3 separate regions of the Mus musculus genome follow, and all the other regions are linked to region 3. Evidence: chromatin contacts called from public ChIA-PET and HiChIP or PLAC-seq data. All regions are on one chromosome and are shown on one strand. Each heading gives the region's core, a stretch centred on a gene start, on an enhancer-like site or on the middle of the called end of the contact. The rest is flanking DNA. Distances are from core to core; before and after follow the strand shown.

Region 1 (4,415 bases), core at 1,042-3,541, 120 kb after region 3:
ATAAGGTAGAAAGACAAACAATAGGTCGTTGTCCTTTGCAACCTGACCACAAAAGATTACACCAGTCAACTGAAACACTTTTAAAAACCAAAGCTCCCCTAGCTAACTTCCTGTTTGCTTCTGTTTGCTAACCTGCTGGCTTGCCCACCTTGTGGTTTTAGAGTATAAAATAAATGTGCAGCTGGCTCTGCATCTTTGAGGATCTATCCTGGCTTTGGTGAATGTGTGTTCCACTCTCACTGGTGTCGGAATGCTTATTCCAGAGAGACTCTTACAATGTTATCCCAGAGATTTCGTTTCCAAAAGATCCTTCTAAGGTTAAAGTAAGCAAAAAGTTAAGAGAATATGAATATTTGTTTGGAATTACTTGTTTTCTGTAGTAAGTACTGAGGATTTACCCCATAACCTTGTACATGCTGTGCAAGTTCTACCACTGAGCTACATCGTCATTCCTCCTCCCACCTTTTAGTTTTAGATAGGCATTCACTAAGTTGCCCTTGAATTCCTTGTAGCCTGAGAAGGCTTTGAATTTGTGATCTTCTAACCTTATTTCCTGAGTACCTGGCATTAGGGGCCTGCACTATCTAGCCTGCCTGTTGGAACCATTTCTCATAGGGATTTCTGCAGTATGTTCTCAGCAGTACTTGACTCAGGGACCTCCCAATATTTTGTAATCTTCCCTTCAATATTCTTCCAAGTGATGGAAGGGGAGAATCAGCTCATCCCAGGACAGCCATGGAGACACAGAAACACAATCTCAGAAAACAAACAAACAAACAAAGGAAAGAAACAAAGGAAGAAAGATAGGAAGGAAGGAAGGAAGGAAGGAAGGGAGAGAGAGAGAGAGAGAGAGAGAGAGAGAGAGAGAGAGAGAGAGAGAGAGAAAGAAAGAGAGAGAGAGAGAGAAAAGAAGAAAGAAATAAATTCCTATGCTGTGCTCTGAATGAGACTATCTCAGAAGTCATTATACTTATTATTGAGATAGGGTTTCTCTGGCTGTCCTGAAACTCACTTTGTAGACCAGGCTGGCCTTGAACTCACAGAGCTTCCAGCCTCTGCCTCCACCGTGCTGGAATTAAAGGGGTGTGCCACCACTGCTTGGCTGAGACTGTGTTCTTTAGAGTTGATGGGAAATAGGTGATTTGAAACGTGAAAGAGCTGGGCATGGTGATACACCTCTTTAATCCAAGCACCTTAGAAGATCCCATTCATTGTAACAGTAGCATATGTCATTTTCTCTACTTAGTTTCAAACGACTCTTTTTAAAAATTTCCCTCCTTTAGTCCCAGCACTCAGGAATAGAGGCAGGCAGCAAGGCCAGCCTGGCTTACAGAACAAGTTCCAGGACAGTCAGGGCTACAAAGAGAAATCCTGTGTCAAAAACCAAACACAATACAACAAAACAAACAAACAAAAATCAAGTAAAAATGAAAACATAAACAGCATATGAGCGGCTATATTGAAAGGCTCTGGTTTTGATACCTAGCACTGGGGGGAAAAAAGGAGACTGTAAAGAAATTGTGTGGAAGGTAGACAAGAGCCATTAGAAATCCCTAAACTATCTCAATATGTAATTTCACAAGATAGACATGCCACTGTGTTGTGTGTGTGTATATATATGTATATGTATATGTATGAATATGTATATATATATAAGTGTATACATATATATGTACTTTGTCAATAGAATTTTAAAATAGCTCTTATTGGAGATAAGCACTGTGATGCCATCTGTAATTCTAGCCCTTGGAAAGTAGGGGCATCTTCAACTATATAATTAGTTTGAAGCCAGCTATAAGCTGCATGTCCATCCCACCTTTTCCCTAGCCTTTATTTATAAAATTCATCAATATTTATGTATGGTTTTTTATTAGTGGGGATTGAACCAGGGCGTCTGACTTGCTAGGTAAACACTCTGATCACTGAGCTATGTCCTCAGCTCTGTCATGCCATACCAGTAAGGTATGATTTAAACTCTATATTGAAAGGAGTCTCAGATCTGTTATAACTTCGCATTTGGTTACATTTCTTTCTCCGTAACCGCAGCTTTTTCCAACTTAATTCTTAGCTGGATCTGAGCGCGATAGCGCACACTTTTAATCCTAGCATTAGGGAGGCAGAGGAGGGCGGGACAGCCAAGGCTGTAGAAAGACTCCACCTGTGTGTACGTTCGCGAAACCGATGGGCATTCGTAGTCCTGCCACGCTTTCGCGAGGCCCCGCCCCTCACGCCCCGCCCACCTGGGCGTGTTCTTCCTTCGCCCTTTAGACCCTAACGGAGCGGAAGTGTCGCAGCGCGGCCGCCGGAAGTGTCGCGCGGCGTTGTGCGACCGGCTGTGTGCTGAGTGGGGCCTGGACCCGGAGCGTTACCGCTATGTCGATCGAAATCGAGTCTTCCGAGTGAGTCCTGCCGTGGCGTGTTCGCGGCGTGGCGTGTTCGCGGCGTGGCGTGGGGTGGAGTGGAGGGTGGTCGGAGGACGTTGGAGGGGGAGCTGCGCGCCGGAGGTTGCGGCCTCGAAGCACTTTCCGGGTTGGCTCCCTCTTTAGATGGGCCCGCGAGAGAGCAGCCGTGGGGCGGGCCGTCTGGAGCCCCTGGGCCCCGGCGTCGGGCTGTGCTGGGGCACACCGAGTAGACCTGACTACTGTGGTTTCCTCTGCTAGCCACACCGCCCTCGGCGCTGCCCGGGTGTCCGCCAGTCCCTCAGCTCTTCCTTCTGGTCCAAGCACTAGTTACCCCAAAGACTCTGCTGCTTCTCCTATCTGATTAGATCCAGTGTGGTGTATTGATTTGGTTTGCAATTTGCAGAGAGAGAGAACCTCTTTGTGGACACAGAATTTGAATATTGATTGAGTCAGAAGAATGAGACTTAGTGAAGGCGGGGACGGCGACGAGGAGCCAGGTGGGCGGGGAGTGAGTGACTGAAGAGTCTTGCTTGGACTCCCCAGGACTCCACCCACCGCCTTTTATTTTTTGAAAAGTAAAATTAAATTATGAAATTAGCAAACAGCTGTGTTCTGAGTGGAGGGGAGAGATACGCATGTTCTGAAGATCTGCAGAAAAGCAAGGTTTATTAATTAAGTCGGCGGAGTCTGAAACCTGCTATGTATTTTTAAGACTGAAGCTGGATGTGAAGTATGCACGTCTATGATCGCAGTATTAAATGGGCAAGTAGGAAGGCCTGGAGTCCAGCCTGAGCCTCTTCATAGCGATATATATATATATATATATATATATATATATATATATATATATATTTTTTTTTTTTTTTTTTTCCGAGACAGGGTTTCTCTGTATAGCTCTGGCTGTCCTGGAACTCACTTTGTAGACCAGGCTGGCCTCGAACTCAGAAATCTGCCTGCCTCTGCCTCCCAAGTGCTGGGATTAAAGGCGTGCACCACCACGCCCGGTGAGATACATATTTTTAACTCAGTTATATGTAAGTCGTTTTTTTCCTGGGTTTTGCTTCTGAGACAAGGTTTTCTGTGAAGCCGTAGCTGTCCTGGAACTCACTCTGTAGACCAGGTGAGTCTCAGACTCAGATTCACCTGCCTCTGCCTCCGGAGTGCTGGAATTAAAGACGTGTGCCAACCCCCAGCTTTATAAATCGTCTTTAAATGAATATATGCTTTGATTGCGGGAGGCAGACAGTAGACAAAAACAGTAAATAAAATATGACGCAGTAACAGATGGTCCCTGTGTAGAAAAATAAAACAGCGACAAAACGTGTTGGATAATGTTAGTCGGGACAGGAACTGCAAAGGATATTTTACCCTGAGGTCTAATAATAGCCTTAACGACCAATCTTTGAGTCTTGAATACCCTTCTATATGAGGAATAACTGCATGTTCATATTATTATTGTTATTATTATTGTTGTTGTTATTGTTTTAAGACAGGGTCCTGGCTGTCCTGGAACTCACTCTGTAGACCAGGCTGGCCTCAAACTCAGAGAGATTCACCTTCCTTTCTTTCTCTGCCTCCAGAATGCTAGAACTCAATTTTTTAACAGACCAGATTTTTTTATAGCATTTTAGATGACTCAATTTGTTAATTTTGTTTTTTTGAGGCAGGGTTTCTCTGTGTCGTCCTTGCTGTCTTGGAACTCACTCTGTAGACCAGACTGGCCTCAGAGATCCACCTGCCTCTGCTTTCTGAATGCTGAGATTAAGGAAGTGTGCCACTACTGCCTGGCCAGTTGATTTAAAAAGGAAAATGTCATTAACTATTTCAGGTTTAAAGTATTTCACACAAATGTCCAGTAGATCTAGTGATCAGAATAATAATGGCTACCAACTTCCTTTCAATCTCCAGACTAAATGACTTTCTTTCTTTCTTTCAGTGTGATCCGACTAATCATGCAGTACTTGAAGGAGAACAGTTTACATCGGGCACTGGCCACCTTACAGGAGGAAACTA
Region 2 (4,291 bases), core at 798-3,297, 100 kb after region 3:
TGTGTGTGTGTGTGTGTGTGTGTGTGTGTGTGTGCATGTACTCACAGAGGTCAGAGAGCAACTCTCTGGAGCCTCCCTTCTTCCATCATGTGAGCCCAAAGCATAGAAGTAGTATTGTCAGGAAAGTGGCAAGCATCTTTGCCAGCTGAGCCATCACTTTGGCACTTAAAATTTTAAGCTTTACCTAATCTTTGAACCTGCTTATAAATTACATCCTTTGAAAAATGTAACTTGGGGCTGGAACGATGGCTCAGCAGGTAAGAGCGCGACTGGTCTCTAATGAGATCTGGCGCCCTCTTCTGGTGTGTCTCAAGACAGCTACCGTGTACTTATGTATAATAATAAATAAATCTTTGGGCCAGAGTGAGTGGGGCTGACCGGAGTGAGCAGAGGTCCTGAATTCAAATTCCCAACCACATGATGGCTCAGAACCATTAGTACAGCTACAGTGTACTCATATACATTAAATAAATAAATAAATCTTTTTTAAAAAGAAAAGAAAAAAAAAAAAAAAGAAAAATGTAACTTGAAACGCTACAAGACTGGACCGGGGATCCAGCTCAGTTGCCAGAGGGCTTGCCTAGCATGCAGTCTGGGTTCAGTCCCAAGCACTGCCTGCCCCGGGGTGGGAGAGCTTCTCTGTAGTTCCGGCACTCAGGAGGAGGGTGAGGCTGGGGGATGAGGAGTTTAACATTATCTGTGGTTCCATAGCATTTTGAGTCCAGCCTGAGATACACACGATGGTGTTTCCAATAAAGGAAAAAGCCACAAGACACATGTATTAGCTATGCTTGAGAGACTCAAGCCCCCTCCCCATCTCTTTTTCTGCCTGTACTTCAGATTTAAGTCCATACTGTCCTAATTTTTTATCTCTTTTTAATAAATCCAACTTTGCTTCATACTGACTCATTCTGAAAATCTCTACGGTAAAAAACCAAACCACCCAACAAACAAAAACAATCCAACAAAATAAAACTCAACCAAAACTGTTGGCATTCCTTCTACGCTCTGCCCAACAGTTACCTAGCAACAGCCAGGTAGGCCTGACTCACTATAAAAGGGACAGTTTGGCTTCCCTTCACTCCCTCTGATTCTCTGACTCTCTTTTCTCTCTTACCTCCCACACCTTCTCTCTTCCCCCTCCCTCCCTCTCCCCTTCTCCCTCTCCTTTGTCTCCTCTCCTTCTCTGTCTCCTCCCTCTCTCTGCCTCTACTCCCTTCTCAACTCCCCTTCCCATGTCCCCAAATAATCTCTATTCTATACTAGACCCATGGGCCTGCTGAGGTATCCTCTCCCACCGCACCATTCCTCGCTCTACAAAACATATCCCTGACTCTACAAAACACATCCTAGTCTTTACAAAACACATAAAAAACCAACCCAGTTTCATTTGAGTTGAGGCTGCAGAAGAACTCAATAGGCGTGGACTATGTGTCTCCCCACTGCTGCTGACAATGAGCTTGCCAGAGGACTTCCCCAAACCTACCATGGCAATTGGAGAAACGGAGACTTTGGGCAGGATAGTGGGAATGAGGGCAGAATCTCCCCTCATCTAGCCAAAGGAAAAGGAGAAATCTGAAATGTGTAGACTGAGAACTAATTTTGTGCCCCAGAGCTCCTTGAGATTGTAAGAAAATAATTTGGGAAAGGAGGGCCAAAGATGCCATTTAAAAGACAGCTCTGGGAAATCCCTGTAGAGAAAGTACAGGAAGCTGCTGTGCTCGGGTGCCCTGGTTTTGTTTGTTCAGATCCCAGATCAAAGGATAGCAGAGGGAAGCCTCAGGAAGCCACAAATGCCAGCAAGTCAGTGGTGGGGTAACAACCCTCACATTCCAGTCCCAGCCTGTGGCAAGAACCTTTTCATGTGGCTTTAGTATCACAGAGGCTGAGTGGGCCAGTGGGCCACACATTGTGTTTTGGGGGAGGGGGGGCTAAGACAAGGGAGAAGGTCATGGGATGACCAACCAGCCACCACCTGCAGACACAGGAACAGCGTGCAAGCTCATTGGTGAGAGCTGGGATTGTTAACAAGGACAGTGTTCCCTTACTCCAGACTGACCAGTTTAGACCTCGTTTGAACCTACAGTGCTCATTTCCTCTTTGTGTTAAGAAATAGAAACTGAGGCCGGGCAGTGGTGGCACATGCCTTTAATCCCAGCACTTGGGAGGCAGAGGCAGGTGGATTTCTGAGTTCGAGGCCAGCCTGGTCTACAGAGTGAGTTCCAGGACAGTCAGGGCTACACAGAGAAACCCTGTCTCGTAAAACAAACAAACGAACAAAAAAAAAGAAGAAGAAATAGAAACTGCAGGAAGACTTTGACAGCATCTTAAAAATTGAAAACAATTATGTCTTAAAACCACGTACAGGTGTGTGTTAATTGAATGAAAATGGCTCTCACATGTTCATAGGGAGTGTGACTTTATTTGAAAAGATTAGGAGGCGTGGTCTTGTTGGAGGAAGTGTGCCCGGGGGGATGGGCTTTGAGGGTTCAGAAGCTCAAGCTGGGCTCATGACTCACAGTCTCTTGCTGCTGCCTGCTAATCCAGATGTAGAACTCTCAGCTACCTCTCCAGCACCATGTCTGTCCACATGCTGGCATGCTTCCTGCTATGACAAATAATACACTAAACTTCCGAACCTGTAAGCCAGCCCCAATTAAATATTTTCCTTTATAAGGTTTGCCATGGTCATGGTGTCTCTTCATAGCACCAAAAACCCTTAGACATGTGGATATGAATGTAGGTGCCCAGGAGGTCGGAGGCATCAGATCTCCTGAGGCCTGATGGTTACAGATGGTTGCGAGTTGCTATGTGGGAGCTGGCAATCACACCTGGGTCCTCTGGAAGAGCCACGGGTGCTTGTAAGTGCTGAGCTATCTCCACAGCTTTAAATGATAACTATGGCACATTCTTTTTCAGTGCTAGATGTGCCAGATATGGTTAACATGTTTTACATGTAATAATAATTCATTTGATCCTCAGAAAACTTATTTCATTTTTAATTTTTCAGACAGTTGCCCTGGCTATCCTAGAACTCACAGCACAAGACCAGGTTGGCCTCAAACTCCCAGAGACCTGCCTGCCTCTGACTCCTGAGCACTGGGATTAAAGGCCTGCACCCCCACCACCTGACTCTCAGGAATGATGAGAGCTCCTAACAGCACACCCTGGAATTCCCAGTTCAGCCGCTCTCAGTGCTGCAGCTCACAGGCAAGCAGTGGTGCATAGTGACTGGTTAGGTTCCTTCGGAAGCAAGAGCCTCCTGGAAGGCAGACGATGGGAGGAAGGTAATCAGAGGGTACAAATAGGACTAGCAGAAAGAGATAGAAGGGACCAAACTCCAAGAATAGGCACTGGGGAGCGGAGGGGGTGGGGGGGCTGGGCAGGAGAAGAAAAACAAAATCGACAACAAACTCCACTGAAAACTGCGGCATCTCCCGCAAATCTCCCGCAAAGGAATCCAGGCAGAAGGGATAAACCGCACTGGGGCGTGGTTGCTCGTGATCTTGCGCCTGTCATTTGGGTCTTGCTCTGCAGACCCTTAGGACCACCGGGCTCCAGCGCAACTATGAACTTGGAGCGGGTATCCAATGAGGAGAAGTTGAACCTGTGCCGGAAGTACTATCTTGGTGGATTTGCGTTCCTGCCTTTTCTTTGGTTAGTCAACATTTTCTGGTTCTTCAGAGAGGCGTTCCTCGCCCCAGCCTACACAGAGCAGAGCCAAATCAAAGGCTATGTTTGGCGCTCAGCTGTGGGCTTCCTCTTCTGGGTGATCATTCTCGCCACCTGGATCACCATCTTCCAGATCTACCGGCCCCGCTGGGGCGCTCTTGGGGACTACCTCTCCTTCACCATTCCCCTGGGCACTCCCTAACAACTTCATAAGCTGCTGATCTGTTCTTTCTCCCAGGATGAAGGCTTCTCTGCTCTAGGCTTTCCCTCAGACCCTGAAGACATCTGTTTCTCATTTCCCATCTGCCCCAATAAAGGACCCTAACTTAAAAAAAAAAAAAAAAAAAAAAAAAAAAAAAAAAAAAAAAGAATAGGCACTGGGGGTTGGGCTTTGGTTTGGCTGGTATGGGTTTTTCTGAGACAGAGTCTCACTATGCAGCTGCCCTAAGACTCTCTCTGTAGACCAGGATCACAGAGATCCACCCGAGCGCTGGAATTTAAGTTGTGCAGTGCTAGCAGAGGAGCTCTTCCAGGCCTGGAAAGTGAAGTTCCCTAGAGTTCACTAGGTTCCGGTGTTTTGGGCAGCAAGGAGGAGCCAAGGCTCGCCCTCAGATATGCC
Region 3 (4,424 bases), core at 911-3,410:
CCAGGGCTATACAGAGAAACCCTGTCTCGAAAAAACAAAACAAAACAAAAAAACAAAACAAAACAAAACAAAAAAACCCAAAAACCCCAAAACAACAACAACAAAACAAAACAACTCCCTAGTTCTGGGGTTGGAGAGACGGGGCTCAGCAGTTAAGAGTGTGAACGCTCTCCAGAGGATCCTGGTTCTGGAGGATCGAGGTTCAATTCTTAGTGCAGGCTGGGTGGCCTACAATCTGTCTGACCTCTCTGGCTTCCATGGCACCTGCTCTCACAGGGACACACACACATACACACACACACACACAACTAAATACAACGAAAATAAACTTCCTATGCCCAGTTGTGTTTCTGGTCTCGACTCCCTGCCTTTCCTGTCATTGTCAGTTTATGCTATATTTTTCATGCATAGATATTTATGACAGAACTTCATTTAGCATTCACCCTTTTTCATCATGAAGTCTTTTTGTCTTTTCTAGGTCGTGTGTGTGTGTGTGTGTATGTGTGTGTGTGTGTGTGTGTGTGTGTGTGTTAACCTTGTCTGGTAATAGTATTGCAACCCTGTTTTTCTCATTGCTTCTATTTTAAGTGTAGCTTCTTTTTTTTTAATTTTTAATTTTTATTTATTTTTCACCTGAGGAACACTGTTGTACAAGAATCTCCTGCACACTGTACTAGCTGGGTTTAGTTTGGAACTCTCCACTGTTTCTCAAGACTGGGATTATTGAGTCAAAAGTAAAGGAAGCTCTTCTCAGCCCTTGACCTCCTCCACCAAATAACTTGTTTTTCACAGGTTGCATGCGCGCTGTCCTGACACCAGCTGTTTAGAAGCAACCGTTTCTGCATCGCTGCCAGAATGGCTATTATACCACTGGCTGCTTACATTTTTAATAGATGAAGATGGGGCCTAATTGTCCACCCCACCCCCAGCTTTGTCACTCTCCAGTCTATGTTAAGAGAGAAGAAAGATGATCTCAAAATGAAATGCTCTGTTTTGGGTATCCCAGTGAGCTTGATGCTGGGTGGTGATGTTTTTAATTCCTGGTTGCTGTGGAGAAGCCAGATCAACCTCTTCCCATAGGCTCTTCCACCTAATCTTTGGATTTTCCTGGGAGAAATTACCTCTGTCCCTTTATTTCTGATGGGAAGCCCAGGCTCCTGGCAGCCATGTTTCCAGCCCCACAGTGAAGCCATTGCAAGAAGCCTGAAGTGTGGAGGGAAGGAGACATTCACAGAAGGAAGAGAGCAGGACCCTGCTAGAATCTCTGATTGTAGCTATCCAGAAATGTTATCTCAGGAAACAATACACAGCCAGTCCCGCCCCCTCCCCAGCTCAGTTTGGCTTTCTGTCTGTTGCAACTCAGAAAGAGCTTTTAGCATACTTCCTAAGGCACCAAGGACGGTCCACAGTGCAGTCTCCCATTAGACAACCGCCTCTCCAAAAACTCAAAAAGCTCTGGGATGTGCTTCTCTGACCCATACGGAAGGATGGCAACTCAAAAGCAGCCAGATCAAGACGCATATATCTCCTTCACACACATGTGTTTCCCCATACACACGATGGTCACACCAAGACTCAGGCCTGGGGAGAAGTCTTTGCCAGTCAGGATGCCATCCCAGACATTTGCGCCGATCTCTGTACACCCACGGCCCTTTTCCTTCACTGCCCTAGTCAGCAATTTCGCTGATATATAATGAACACTTGCCAAGAATCATGTCAGCCCGGAGGCCCCAGGAGAGTCAGCAAACAGCCTGTGCTGTCAAGGAAGCTACAGTGCCAAGACTGTGAGGCCGTCAGAAGACCGCTCTGACTGAAGCGGTGGGACGAATGCTCAACAGATGTTTTTGTCAAGGGCTGCAGTTGCTCACAGGCTTTGTCCCTTGTTGCCTGAGACAGTTGTCTGGCTGGTTGTCCAGCCTGTGCCACATGCCATTGCCAGAATGGCTTCCTGAACACAGCTGTGTTAGCCCCCCTCTCTCTCCCCACAGGCTGAGGCCAAATTCCTCAGCCTTAACAAAAAATGTGATTCCAGATAACTCCTTAGCGCCCTTTCTTAGCCACATCACCCACTGTTCCCCATCCACAAACCTTCCAGAGTCATCAGCCCACATTCTTCGTTACTCCAATCAGCACTTCCACCCCGCCCCCACCGTCATGGCTCCTCCCACCCCTTTCTTCCTCATATCTTTCACATCTCCTACACGTCTCGGTTGTACACACCTCCTAAGGTGTTAGGATAGCAGATTGATTTTCTTCTCATACGATGTCTCTGATAGTCTGACTGGAGAGTTATATGGAAAAAGAATCCCATGAACGTGACCTCAAGTGAAAAAGAAAAGGGTTCCCTCTGCAGTTTGCCATGGGTGTGAGATTGGGAGTGCATGTGAGCGTAGCTTAGCTATAAGAACACTTGATAGCATTCGTGAGGTCCCAGGGTCCACTACCAGCACAGCAAAATAAGTAGATTTTTTTAAAAAGTTGGGAGGGGGACGTTTAAAATGGGTGCGCGGGTAAAGGCACTGAATGCCAAGCTGGACAACTTGAGTTCCATCTCTAGAACTCACAAGGTAGGAAAACAGAACGATTCCCACAGTTGCCTTCTGAGTTCAGCATCTGCATTGTGTTATGCAGGCCCACACTTGTACACACATGCGTGTAAATAAGTAAATGTGGCCAACAAATTGAAAGTAATAAATAAAAATCAAATGAAAGACAGTAAAAATATAAAAATAAAAAATAAAGCATTGTGTGTATAGGGAAACAACACCCTGCTCCAAAGCCAGTCTAATATCACCTGTCCCCACGAAACCTCCCTAACTCCTCCAAGTGAAATTGCTCTAATCTGTTTCTAAACTTTCATAACGCAGTCTCTGTGCTCCAGCACAGATGGCACCCGCCTTCTCACAGGTGCGTGTGGTTTTCTGCGTATGAGAGACAGATGGTATCCTGTGGGGTACGTGACAGTGTGTTTACTGACAAGTCGGAACTCTGTGAAACCTCGCTTGTTCTTCCACAGGACAGACTCACAGCTGCAGGGCTGCATAGCTGCACAGATGCTTCAAGGTCTGGCTTCACACCCACCGGGTGTTTGTCCAGCAGACTCTGAGGATGGTGTTCCTGTGACGGTGCGTGCGTGCGTGCGTGCGTGCGTGCGTGCGTGCGTGCGTGCGTGTGATGCCTTCATCTATTGTTCTCCACTGTGGTTTTTGAGACAGGGTCTCTTACTGAACCTGGAGCTTGCCTTTTGGGCTCACTGGCTGGCTAGAAAACCCTAAGGGGCCATCTTGCCTCCACCTCATGCCTTTCAGCTCTGAGGTTACACACACATGCCATGCCCCAGCTGGAGACAAGCGCTGTGCTCATGAAGCAAGCGTTTTACCCATTGTGCCATCTTTTCAGCCCACCTCTTCCTCCCTCCCTTCTTCCTTCCCTTCTTACCCCTTCCCTTTCTCTCTCTCTCTCTCTCTCTCTCTCTCTCTCTCTCTCTCTCTCTCTCTTTCTCTCTCTCTCTCTCCTTTCTCTTCCTAAGACAGAGTTTCACTATGCAGTCCTGGCTGGCCTAGATCTCCATATGTAGACCAGGCTAGCTTTGAAGTTACAGAAATCTGCCTGCCTTTGTCTCCTACAGGCTAGGATTAAAAATAGGTGCCACTATTGGCCTGGAGTGGTGTGGTGGCACACGCCTTTAATCCCAGCACTTGAGAGGCAGAGGCAGGTGGATGTCTAAGTTCGAGGCCAGCCTGGTCTACAGAGTGAGTGCCAGGACAGCCAGGGCTGCACAGAGAAACCCTGTCTCAATAAAACCAAATACATAAATGTCACCACACCCGGCACCAAGTTGGCCTCCAATTTGTGACCTTTCTGCCTTCAGCCTCCCAAGTGCTGGGGATTACAGGTCTGTGCCATGATGCCCAACCCTCTTTTCAAAGCCAAAATCATTCACTTCCTGCATGGTTACTTCTGTCCATCATGTTATTTGTGATATTCTTGTGGTCTGTAACTGGCAGCTGAGCTCCCAGCCTCTTTTATCTACCCCTCCCTTCAGGAAACCATTGTCCTGTCTCATTAGTGGTCAGCTCGGTGCTCAACAAGATAGTACCCTGCCTTGCAGCCAATGGCTTATAGAGAATTGGGTTAAACAAGCCTGGGGACTCATGTGTGGCCCCTAAGGAAGAACAGAGTGATTGTAAGGGATTGTGATGGAAGGCCTGTGTGCGTGTGCATGTGTGTGTGTGTGTGGGGGGGGGGGGGTATGTGGGTGTGGCAGGATGGGGCTCGATGGCATAGGCACATCTACGTGCTGAATTTGCTCTTCCTCTGCATCCCCGTACCCTCTTACACGTCCAGCCTGTGACTTCCACAGCTGCAAGCTCTGTGCTCTTCAGATCAGGGACCTACACTAATAGAAAGCATTTCAATAGCCT

What was found. ChIA-PET counts read pairs in DNA pulled down with a chosen protein or histone mark. HiChIP or PLAC-seq counts read pairs in DNA pulled down with a chosen protein or histone mark.
Region 1: an H3K27ac HiChIP or PLAC-seq map of regulatory T cell precursor shows a contact between it and region 3, with 5 times the contacts expected there. The contact joins the promoter of Smu1 here to the enhancer-like site in region 3. A contact is called at or near these places in 14 of 39 promoter capture datasets (the 3T3-L1 cell line, the C10 cell line, the HPC-7 cell line and 9 more), 1 of 484 Hi-C or Micro-C datasets (bone marrow-derived macrophages), 12 of 115 datasets of contacts at active chromatin or transcription factors (the SCID.adh cell line, bone marrow-derived macrophages, double positive thymocytes and 7 more) and 3 of 9 other capture datasets (adipose tissue, liver and pancreatic islet).
Region 2: an RNA polymerase II ChIA-PET map of memory CD8 T cells shows a contact between it and region 3, with 5 times the contacts expected there. The contact joins two enhancer-like sites. A contact is called at or near these places in 14 of 39 promoter capture datasets (the 3T3-L1 cell line, the C10 cell line, the HPC-7 cell line and 9 more), 2 of 15 datasets of contacts at CTCF or cohesin (embryonic stem cells and pro-B cells), 19 of 484 Hi-C or Micro-C datasets (CD4 T cells, CD8 T cells, the HL-1 cell line and 9 more), 22 of 115 datasets of contacts at active chromatin or transcription factors (CD8 T cells, the HPC-7 cell line, acute myeloid leukemia and 14 more) and 1 of 9 other capture datasets (embryonic stem cells).

What each region holds. Positions count from the first base shown.
Region 1 is chr4:40,755,761-40,760,175 of GRCm38.p6, reverse strand. It overlaps Smu1 (smu-1 suppressor of mec-8 and unc-52 homolog (C. elegans)), which reads left to right and starts at 2,291. Exons shown (of 12, transcript NM_021535.4): 1 at 2,291-2,399; 2 at 4,339-4,415. The coding sequence starts at 2,374.
Region 2 is chr4:40,774,842-40,779,132 of GRCm38.p6, reverse strand. Gm34213 (a long non-coding RNA gene) reads right to left here. Exons shown (of 3, transcript XR_390479.3): 3 at 2,357-2,605. It also overlaps the pseudogene Psenen-ps. Among named protein-coding and RNA genes, the nearest start is that of Gm34213, 4.0 kb to the right of the region's middle. Within about 2 kb of position 2,047, at least 65 of the 459 cell types and tissues checked have an H3K27ac peak or open chromatin away from gene starts, as enhancers often do. A contact at or near this core is called in CD8 T cells, bone marrow-derived macrophages, memory CD8 T cells and 1 more, where this site is marked.
Region 3 is chr4:40,874,622-40,879,045 of GRCm38.p6, reverse strand. The region is part of intron 1 of Gm34289 (a long non-coding RNA gene); the gene reads right to left. Among named protein-coding and RNA genes, the nearest start is that of Gm34289, 4.4 kb to the right of the region's middle. Within about 2 kb of position 2,160, at least 208 of the 459 cell types and tissues checked have an H3K27ac peak or open chromatin away from gene starts, as enhancers often do. A contact at or near this core is called in CD8 T cells, the HPC-7 cell line, the SCID.adh cell line and 11 more, where this site is marked.